Linked DNA regions of Mus musculus: region 1 is linked to region 2. The links are chromatin contacts, called in public Hi-C maps. All regions are on one chromosome and are shown on one strand. The core of a region is the stretch at or near the end of the contact, and the rest is flanking DNA. Distances in the headings are between cores, read along the strand shown. Region 1 overlaps Gm44812. Region 2 has its middle 8.5 kb from the start of Gm29683.

Region 1 (5,323 bases), core at 2,202-4,701, 180 kb after region 2:
TACACGGACACATGCACACATGCACTCACATGTGCACATATGTCTGTACATAAAAGAACAAAAGACTCTCATTTACTACATATTAATCTATATGCAGATCTCCTGAAGCTGTAGCTTGCTCTTCTCATTCCTGGTAACTCTCCCTTCTTGTCTCATGTTTATCAGGGTTCCCATGGATTTTTGCACTTAGTACATTTCAGATATGGGATGTGGGGAAAGGGACAGAGGTGGCAGTAAACCTGTTAGAACAAGAAACAAAAGAGCAGAACTGAGTAGTCCCTGGTGTTTATTCTGTTCCCTACGCTACATGATAAAACTAGTTTAGTGTCTTTTTGTTTAAACTCCATGCCAGATACACAGTAACCAGTGATTTCAAATGGAAATTACTTATTTCTAGACAGTTATGTAATTAGACCTAATCTAATTATATAATTATTCTTCTAAGAGTAGCTTTCAAGACACCCAGGGCAGTTCATTGGGTAGAGACCTTGTCTGTTCTTATCTATCTTCTTGTTCTTTTGTTTTCGTCTTCACTTTTTGTTTTGTTTTGTTTTGTATTATTAATATTATTTTTATAGAATATTACTGTGTAGCCCTGTTTGGGCTGGAACTCATTATTTAGACTATGCTGGCCTCAAACACACAGAGATCTGATTGTTCTTACTAGGATTAAAGGTATACCACCATACCTGGCATCTTGCCTAACGTCTTTATGAGACAGGTTGGATCCAAGTCTTGCTACTTTTGGAAGATGAATAAACATCCTGTTTGAAACAACAAGAACTGAGTATATACAAATGCTGCGATTGCTAATTTAATAAATTTGAGATTTAGAAATAACCGTTCCAGTTCAGAAAGCCTACCAAGGTTTCAGTAGAAGTAGGAAAAAACAAAAAAGAGTACTTGGCCCTCTTATTGGAACTGGGTGGACAAGACCATCTCTCAGGATTTGCAGATATGCTATGAATGGTAACTTTCAACTTTTCATTGCTCACCCTGTTTCTCAGGGAGCAGGGTAAGTGACCAAGGGTACAAAAGGGGCTGCTGAGCCCAGCTATGGCTTCGGATCTGAACCAGAGTCCTCCTCTCAGATCAAAGGGTAAGAGTCTTCTGATCTGTTGCCGTTTGAAGAACGTGAAGAGGGGCATCAAAAATCATGGTGAATTTAAAAAGCAAGGCTTACTACAGACACCTGGGAAGCAGTTCTCAAGGGACACTCTGGACGCCAGGTACCTGGGAGTATTTAATTAGAGGTCACCCATGAAAGAGAGGGAGGGAATGATAGAAAATAAACTTAGGTTACCCAAGATATAAGATACAACTTGCCAAACACATGAAATTCAAGAAGAACGAAGACCAAAGTGTGGACACTTTACCCTTTCTTAGAAATGGGAACAAAACACCCATAGAAGGAGTTACAGAGACAAAATTTGGAGCTGTGACGAAAGGATGGACCATCTAGTGACTGCCATATGCAGGGATCCATCCCATAATCAGCTTCCAAATGCTGACACCATTCCATACACTAGCAAGATTTCGCTGAAAGGACCCAGTTATAGCTCTCTCTTGTGAGACTATGCCGGGGCCTAGCAAACACAGAAGTGGATGATCACAGTCAGCTATTGGATGGGTCACATGGCCCCTAATGGAGGAGGTAGAGAAATTACCCAAGGAGCTAAAGGGAACTGCAACTCTATAGGTGGAACAACAATATGAACTAACCAGTACCCGGGAGCTCTTGTCTTTAGCTGCATATGTATCAAAAGATGGCCTAGTCAGCCATCACTGCAAAGAGAGGCCCATTGGACTTGCAAACTTTATATGCCCCAGTACAGGGGAACGCCAGGGCCAAAAAGGGGGAGTGGGTGGGTAGGGGATGGGGGTGGGTGGGTATGGGGGACCTTTGGGATAGCATTGAAAATGTAAATGAGGAAAATACCTAATTAAAAGGGAAAAAAAAGAAAAAAGAAAAGTAGCAAAAAAAAAAAAATCCTGTAAACTGGCTTGGGACTCGGCTGCCTGATTTCTCTCCCTTAGAAATGTGCCTTCCTAATTCTGCTTTGTTTGTTCCGATATTAAGAATTAGTTGGTTTCCCAGGAGTAGCTGGGAAGCTAAACTGAGAAGGGAGTTGGTTGAGGAGCATGCCAATTGGAATGTGGAACATGAAACATTTTCTGGCATTAGCGTAGCAAAGCTATCCCCAGAGTTATTTTCATCTTAAAGAAAAGCATAATTGTGAACATGTCATCAGCCTCCCACACTGTGGGAAAGGTTTTTAACTGGTTTGAATGGGAGCTGTCCCTCAGACACTTGTGTTGTTGGACTTGGTCTCTAGCTCCTGGTGTGGCTTTGGGAGGTCATGGAAGATTTTTAGGAGGTGGAGCCTCACTGGAGGAAGTGGGCCACTGTGGACAGGACATGCCTTGAAGGTTTTGAGCCCGGCATCACGTTCTGTCTGCTGCTTTCTGCTTCCAGAGTGTGCATGCAATGTGACCAGCTACCTCATAGTCCTGTGGACTGGAATAAACCTTCCTCCTTGAAGCTGCTCCTTGTCAGGTATTAAGTCTCAGCAATGAGAAAAGTAAAGTGTATGATTTCATTTATTTGGTTGAATACTTGTGAGTCCTGCTTTGAGTATCTGTGACTTTGTTATCACCCTTCTTGGAGACTATAGCAAACACTTGGCCAGAGTTCTCACACCCAAGCACACGTGCCTGGCAAATATAGGGGCTGGGAATACAGTGAACGCTATTGTTTAGGATGATCTTATTGTGTTGTGTTAAGGCAATAGCACAGGCTAGCTCTGAGGCATGTAAACTAAAGATGATAGGAACTTGAGGTTGTTAGGCTTTGAACATATTGTCAGTGGGTTTGACAGCCCTTCTCCTTTTCGTTCTTTCCAACACTTTATTTTATTTTATTTTATTTTTTTGAGGTAGAGGTTTATATAGCTCAGGTTGGCTCACATTTAACTCACTGTGTAGCTGAGGGTGACCCGGATCCTCCTGCCTTCACCTCATACATGGTGGGATAACAGACAGTGCTGGTTTATAGTCCTGGGGATCAGACCCAGGGCTTCCCAGATGCTGGGCCAGTGCTCCCAAATGCCAGGGCTTCCCAGATGCTGGGCCAGTGATCCCAAATGCCAGGGCTTCCCAGATGCTGGGCCAGTGATCTATCAACTGACCTTAGCCCTCTTCCTTAGCTCCTCCTTCTTTTGAAAGGGTTTTTGAAATTTGATTAATTTCACATTTTAATGTTTCCTAAGTATGGGAAAACTCCAAAGTGGGCAAACATTTCTTAAGCTTATGTCTCTCCTACAAGTACAAATCTGAGATAAATGTAGAGATTCAGTTAAAACAGATTGACAAAAATCAACACTCAGTTGAGCAATGTTGAAGTGATGCATGAAAGGTCGATTCGATTTGGTCACCGTTCATAACTTTGGGTTATGTCAACAGGTGACTCACCATACTTTGTAAAATCTTGCCTAGCTTCTCTTGGGATGGACTAGATGACTCCGACCCTTTACTTATACCACTGGGAATCATTGTTGCTACCTGCTGGCACATCCTCTAATCATAAGATAAGGATAAGGACTCAGAATTCATTTTCTATCCTAGAGACAGCTTTGTTGTCTTAACAAGTATATAATTTATGGAAATACTTCACTCAATGTGTGTATCTGTGCTTGTGTGTGCGTGTGTTCTCCCCAGTGTCTTCCTCAATGACTCTCCATTTTATGTTTTGAGGCAGAGTCTCTCACTGAACCTGAAGCTTACCCATTAGCTAGACTGACCGACCAGCGAGCCCCTGAGATTCTCTCCCACGCCAAGAGTTCAAGCATTAACGATTGACTGTGTCTGGCTTTTCACCTGGATTCAGGGCATTGAACTCAGGTTCTCCTGTTTGTACAGCAAACACATTTCAGACTGAACTATCACCCCAGAGCCTGAGGGCTACTTTTAATCAAACAAAATTAAAGATGGTGAAAACAGAGTTGGTAGGCCCTGGTGAGGCCACGGGAAGGAACGTGCACACAGAGGTCCTGAAGATCAAGCTTTGTGAGCTCCATATCCGTCACGCTCAGTCACCTCTCTGCTGTCCTATTGTTAGCAGTAGAGGAATCTGAACCGGCCAAAACAGGGAGCATTTCTCTTTTTAAGAATATAACTTTAAGTGTACACCAGAACATCTAGAAATAATTCTGAAACACAGAAATTTGAATATTTTTGTTGGTAGCACAGAGATGGTTGAGAAATACCTCTATATTCAATATTTCTCTACAACACTTCTTAGTTGGGGCCATCTTGCAACAAAAATGTAGGGCTCCTGTCTTGTTTTGCTCCACTGAAGACCCAGGTAATAGAATGTGGAATAAAGACAGATTAAGCTCAGCTTATTCTTCATGCACAGTCACCAAAACTATGCAACCCTGGGATCAGGATCTTGCCTACCTTTGGTCTAATGATCTATGGTCAGCTAGGGCCAAGGTAAACATCAGATTATTATTTCTTTAGGGATCAGAGGGACAAACAGAAGACAGAGGTCATGATCTGCTCCAGGGACAATGTCTCAGAGTTCAGAGGTGTGTCGTAAGTTAGAACTGTGAGGCAAACAACAGGGAGAGAGGACCAAACAGGTCAGACAGGCAGGCAACAGAAACAAGGCTGAAGAGAATTCAGGGATGGCAGTAGGCAGGGTGGGGCGGGATAAAAATATCACCCACCAAGCAACTTAATTTCTTTGTGATCCAAGATATTTCTATTTTCTTTTTCAGTCTGCAAGATTGTCCTTGGTCTACTGGACACTTGGTAAGAAACCTGTAAAAAGATAAGAAGTAGGCGTGCCAGCACTCGGGAGGCAGAGGCAGGCGGATTTCTGAGTTCGAGGCCAGCCTGGTCTACAGAGTGAGTTCCAGGACAGCCATGGCTATACAGAGAAACCCTGTGTCGAAAAAAAAACAAAAAAACAAAAACAAAAACAAAAAAAAAACCCAAACAAACAAAAAAACCCAAAAAGAAGAAGAAGGAGGAGGAGGAGGAGGAGGAGGAGGAGGAGGAGGAGGAGGAGGAGGAGGAGGAGGAGGAGGAGGTGTGGCTTTCCTTATTGTGAAGAGTTTAAAATTATTGCTATTTAAAATGTTTTAATATTTTTTATTTACTCCTCCTCCTTGTGAGTGTGTGTGTGTGCTTGTGTGTGTGTGTTTGTGTGTGTGTGTGTGTGTGTGTGTGTGTTTGTAGGGTGTCACAAGCATATCACAGCACATGTATACCGATCAGAGGACAACTTGCAGAAGTCTCATACTATCATGCAGGTTCC
Region 2 (5,456 bases), core at 1,518-4,017:
CAGACAGCAGAGAGCAACTAGCAGCTCTTTGCAATGAAAAGAAAAACAAGTACACAGCTACCAGTCCTGCAGTCCAGAGCAGAGCGGAGAGCAAACCAAACCTGTCTGTGTTCTAGCTCAGTGCCTTTTCCTGGATGGTGGGATGCACAAAGCCAAGGAAATTCCGAGTCACTTTATCCTTTCGGCTCTAGTCAGTCACCAAAGGATTCAGAGAACAGGCCCTCAGTGAAACCACGTAAGGAACAAAATGGATTTTTATGTCTAGGAGCACTACCACTGGGTCAGAGAATTTCTGCCTGGCCAGAGGAACTTAGTGGGTCCAGGTGGTGTTGGTAAAGAAGAGAGACAGCCGATGAAGAGAGAGGACAAAAACAAACAAACTGGAATACAACAGGAAATTCTTAAAAGTGGTTCTCTGTTTTACACACACACACACACACACACACGAGGGGGGATGGATTTTATTAAACAAATAAGCTAACAACCGAACATTTCTACTTCCATCACAGGCTAAGAGGCATTGGAATCTTGGACCTCGGACTGTCTTTACTACCTTGTTCATTCTCTCCCTCTCCCCTCCCTTTCTTCTCTGCGTTGTCACAAAACCCCAGAAGTTCCTGATGGGGAGGCAGTGACTCCTTATTGGAGGCGAGGAGGTCGTGTTTCCAAGTAGAGACATCAGCAAACCGCAATCTTAGTGACACTGACAGCGCAAAATTATGTTTAATGTTGGAAGGGGGAAAGGGGAAATATAAAATTAGCGCAGAGAAAATGTTTCCCAGACCTTCTAGCAATTAGGGCAGAAGTTTTTTTCATGGTCATATCAGTGGGGAGCCTACTGGAGCAGGGAGCCGTGACCTGCCAGGCTTGTGCCCTAGGTCTAAGCAAACGACCCACCTGTCACGGAGTCTTCACTTCCTGGGAAGAAAAGTGACACTTCTGAAGGCTATTAGGGGCACTCCACTCTGCCCAGACACTTCACCGGGTTCTGAACCTTTTTGGAAAGAAAGGGATATTCTAAACACCCCATGCTGGAGGAGGTGATAGTTTGGCTATCATTGGCTGGTGAAGGGGACAGAGGTGGAGATGGACTTTTTGTCCTAGACCCCACCCCTACAAGCGGGGGTGGGGGATGGGGGGAGCTGAGACCATGCTGAGGGGAAAGGTTTTAAAAATATATCAGCACCCCTCTTTCCAGAACTCTCTCTCTGCCTTTGCAGCCACTTATGGGCTATGGAGACCCCATAGGCTCCCCTCTTTGTCTTCTGGGCTAGATATTCACTCCTTTATTCTCACGAAGCAGGGAGGCCAAAAAAGAGTACCAATAGCCTAAGGGACTGCCCCAGAGACAGGCAGGGACATAAATGGTGACACTTTGACAGAAGCAGCAGTTTCTGCTCCATGTAAATGATTACTAATGAAATAGTGGGGTTTGTTTTGTTTTATTTTGTTTGAGAGAGAGATAGAGAGAAAGAAAGAAACAAGAGAGACCCCCCCCCTGCACTGGCTGTAAAGAATAAAATTTGCCTTTGTTGGGAAAACAGTGTACTTTGGTAGATATTAAGCCGTTTTCCTTCTTGGGTGTAAGGCTACAGGAGAAGAAAAAGAAAGTAATGAGTGAAAAAGTCACTTGTAAATAATACAATTAAAAAGTAAATTTATTAACAAAATCCTAAAACAAAGCTAAAAACAGGAGACAAGAAACTGTTGGGAAGGCAAGGAGGAAGTAGAAAAAAAAATCTGTGAGTATCACTGAAGAATTCAAAGGATAAACTGGAGGCAAGAGCAACTGCCATTCCTTCTGACATTCCTAACTAGCCTGCTTTCTTGTTAAAAGGAGGGGAGCAGCTAGCCCTGAAGGTTGTAGTTTTATACTTGTATTTTAGCAACAAGTATCAAAAGATCTAAACTAATTGATTGCCGAGTTCCTTGGCCCTCCTCCAAACAGCAATATAGATTTAATTGTATGTTGCTTAAAACTCCATTTCTTGAACAGTGTGAAACATGTAATAAAAGCCATACGCCGTATCGAAGATTTTCCCCCTCTGCAAAAGCATAAATACTCAACTGACACTTGGAAGGAAAAAACATAGCTAATACCCCTAATGGGTTAAATTGGGGGGGGGGAGATCTGAAAGGGGTAGCTACATAATAAAATTTAAACTGTTAATCCATTTTAACTCATTCAAAATAACCTGCGGTTGTGGGTGGTGTTTTACTCCGGAGGGGTCATGGCGAGGAGACCCCACACCATACACCTGACTTGTTCTGAAGCGTTCCATCAAAACCGCATTCCACTTAAGGAAAGTTCTGCCCTTTCTCGAACAGGACTAGAACAAATTTGAAAGTTGTATCCCAACTACGGGGCCAGGAGTTCTCTGGCCAAGAGCCGTGGGAAGGCATTCAGCCGCTCTTGCTCTCCTCCGGCTTCAGTCTCCATGCAGACGTTGCCGTTGCCGAGAGCTCTTTAACAGCGCTGCGACAGCCTCCTTCTGCCCCTCCCGGACAGGCCCTATTCGCCCCATTGTCCTCTGTTATCCGTGACCCATAGTGGCTGTCCCAGTCTAAAGCCAACCCAGGTGCCTCCTCCGGCAACAGCTTCACGAAGAAGGGAAGAGCCCCGGCGCCACGCCTGCGATTTGGTCCGGGATCAAGCGCTGCAGCCAAGTTCCTGGCCGCCAGAAAGCAGGAGGCTCCGCGCATCGCGGGCCATGCCCTGTCGCGGCCACGAGGGCTGGCTGCAGGCGGAGAGCTGTAAAAATCCACGTGAGCCGCCCCTCCTCCTGCTGCCCGCAGCGGCCCCTGACACTGCAGCATTGAAGCCAGTCCGGAGGTCCCCAAGGTCTCCAAGTGTGACAGTACTCGGCATAGCGGGTAGATGGCACAATTTTCTAACATTTAGAGAGAGGAACCCACGCTGGGAGCAATAAGTCCATTTAAAAGCCCTTTATTTAAGAGGAACAAAGATAACTGACAAGCGGAGTACAGAGACATCTCAATGAAATTTCCAAAGAAGAAAGAGAATTCAGAAGCCAACGCAAATGCGAACTGGGCTTGATGGAACAGGCCAGCACTAACCCCTCCTCGGAAAAAAGGGGGTGGGGGAGGAAGAGAAAAGACAAAAAGAAAAGAAAAGAAAAAGAATAAAAATATAGTAGTTCATGGGACCGTGGGTGTTAAAGATCACAACCCAAACCAATTTCTGAAAATCCATGGTCCAGAGAACTTTAAATGACCAGGTGGACAAGGCAGGGTCAGGTTGTGAGGAACAGGATCAGGTTAGAGGAAAAGGTCTAGAAGTTTTGCCCCACTCTTGAAGGCTACCTCTGGTTGGTCTTAGTGGGATTAAGGAGTGTGAGGTAAGGTGGATAGACATACTCGCCTCTCCGGAGGCCTGAAGACCAGAGGCATCTGTCCTAGAGCTGTGCCCTAACTCAGTCAGACAGCATCCCAGGCCTTGAGAATCTAGTCAAAGCCAGAACATTTAAGCTACACAATTGCAGACTCAGGAGCAATCGCTATCTCTGCCAAACCAAGAAGGATGCTGGAGCACTCAGTGATGTCACACTTCATTCTGCCCTTAGAACCTTTGCTCCCCACCTGTAAATCTGTAGGCCAGGTACCTACACACTCTCCAAGAGAGGAAGATCCAAGGCCTTTGACAGAGGAGGAGGGATTTAGACACCAGGAGATGGATGAGACCTCCCCTCTGGTCCTCCTGGGTCTGAGTTGGCCCCGACGACCCTGACCTGCCTGCCTAGCTTTGGGAAGGGACACAGCGGCTAACGCCCGCAGGGGGTCAAATGATTGTATTTGGGTGGGTGCTCGCCGACGTATTTGCTGAGTAAACCTCCCTCGCTGTGCTGAAGGCGAATCCCCGTTGATAAATCCATCATTACCGTTTGGATTCAGGGAGGCAGCCGCGCCACTAAATTCATCTTACATTTGTAGCGCTTTAATAGACATTTATTAAATGCTTTTAGAGAGAGGCATGGGGCGCGTGATTACATCCTAGTTATAGACAGAACATAAAGACCCACGTTAACACCCATTTGCAGGAAGGAAGGAAGAGGTGGGGAGGGGGGTGGTAAGGCAGAGGGATGAAGCGTGGAGAGATGGGGAGGGCGGGGGCCATCGAGCCTGGGCGTTATTAACAAGGCTTGCCTGACGAAGCTAGGCGCAAGGCGAGAGCCACGGGAAGTCTCAGGCTGTAGAGGGAAGCATCCGCCCCACTAGCAGGTCGGGGTTTCCCTTTCCTTGTCCCCATCAATTCCCGCATGGGGGTCTCCTATTCTCTCTGCCAGAGCACAAGGGATGCCCACGCTGCCTCCGACCCTCTCTTCACTTTCTATCAGATCTCTCCAGCTAAACTAGGAAGAAATAGGAGGGACTTACCGAACTTCAGAGGCCTAAGACCCTGTTTAGGACACCCTTTGCCTCACATCTCCCAATAAAATAAGTACAGAGCTAGGCCAGGCCTTTTGCAGTATAAGCAGATGTTTCTACCATCCAGCAGGGTATCCCCGCAGGCTTAGAGGGCTCTTAGACCTGGCAAGTTGGAAGGCAGGATTCCTTCTCTGTCCATCACCAAAACGAACTCTGGATACCCTCTATAAGCCTCGGACTCTCTTAACTGAGAGTTCTCTTAACTGAGAACTTGTCCTGGGCTAGCCCCCCCCCCCACACACACACTTCCACTCAGAATGCTGAGCCTGAAGGGGTGCCCAAGACATTATAGGGCCTAACGCTTTCTAGAGAGCCCTGTCCCTAACAGCTCAGTGCCTCTACTCCGACAGCCTTGTGATGGCTCTCAGCTTGTTCTCACTCCCTGGGGACACGCTGCCGACCCCATCCCCATCGTAGTGGACCGAACTCTCGGCCCTTCCTGGCTCCTGGTAAGGAGCACTTCCGCTATCTCAAAGTTGCCATAAGAAAATAAATACAAGTGACATTGTACTGGGCCAAAGCTCATTAGTTCGTTGTCCAGGCCTAATAAAGGAACAGAAGCGCAAATTATAGAGTTCAGCTTCAACACACGCTCTGTCACCCGAGATCAACGTACCGCGAGCCTGATTCCAATTGCTCCGAACTTGCTGTGCAGTTCGCCCCCAACCCCCTCCTCACGAGCAGGAGGTTGGGTGGAAAAATATAGTTCCAAAGGGAGTAATGATCAAGCTTTTCCTCTCGGAAGCCTGCGCCACCTCATTTCCCATCAGTAATCCCAATAAAATTAACGTCGTGGCTGCAATTGAAAAGAGGAGAGCCCGCGACACTCCTGAAATAACACACTCTTCCCAGCAAAAGGTAAAAAAGCAAAACGGCCCTTTGTTCAGCTAATTAACGAAGGACCAACTCCGAAAGCACATGTGTTTGCTTAGCTAATCACAAGCATGTTTCTTTCAAGGAATGTCATTTTCAGGGGCCAATGGGGTGGGGGGCTTGGAGAGATGGACACC

The links. A called contact is a pair of places that touch in the nucleus more often than the background predicts.
Region 1: a Hi-C map of liver shows a contact between it and region 2, with 4 times the contacts expected there. The contact joins two enhancer-like sites. A contact is called at or near these places in 3 of 484 Hi-C or Micro-C datasets (all in liver), 4 of 115 datasets of contacts at active chromatin or transcription factors (hepatocytes, liver, pancreatic cancer cells and 1 more) and 1 of 9 other capture datasets (adipose tissue).

The regions. Positions count from the first base shown.
Region 1 is chr7:70,521,055-70,526,377 of GRCm38.p6, forward strand. Gm44812 reads left to right here. Exons shown (of 7, transcript XM_030243182.1): 2 at 1,008-1,229; 3 at 2,477-2,557; 4 at 4,782-4,815. The coding sequence starts at 1,057. Among named protein-coding and RNA genes, the nearest start is that of Gm44812, 15 kb to the left of the region's middle. Within about 2 kb of position 3,452, at least 5 of the 459 cell types and tissues checked have an H3K27ac peak or open chromatin away from gene starts, as enhancers often do. A contact at or near this core is called in hepatocytes and liver, where this site is marked.
Region 2 is chr7:70,343,609-70,349,064 of GRCm38.p6, forward strand. No RefSeq gene overlaps it. Among named protein-coding and RNA genes, the nearest start is that of Gm29683, 8.5 kb to the left of the region's middle. Within about 2 kb of position 2,768, at least 70 of the 459 cell types and tissues checked have an H3K27ac peak or open chromatin away from gene starts, as enhancers often do. A contact at or near this core is called in hepatocytes and liver, where this site is marked.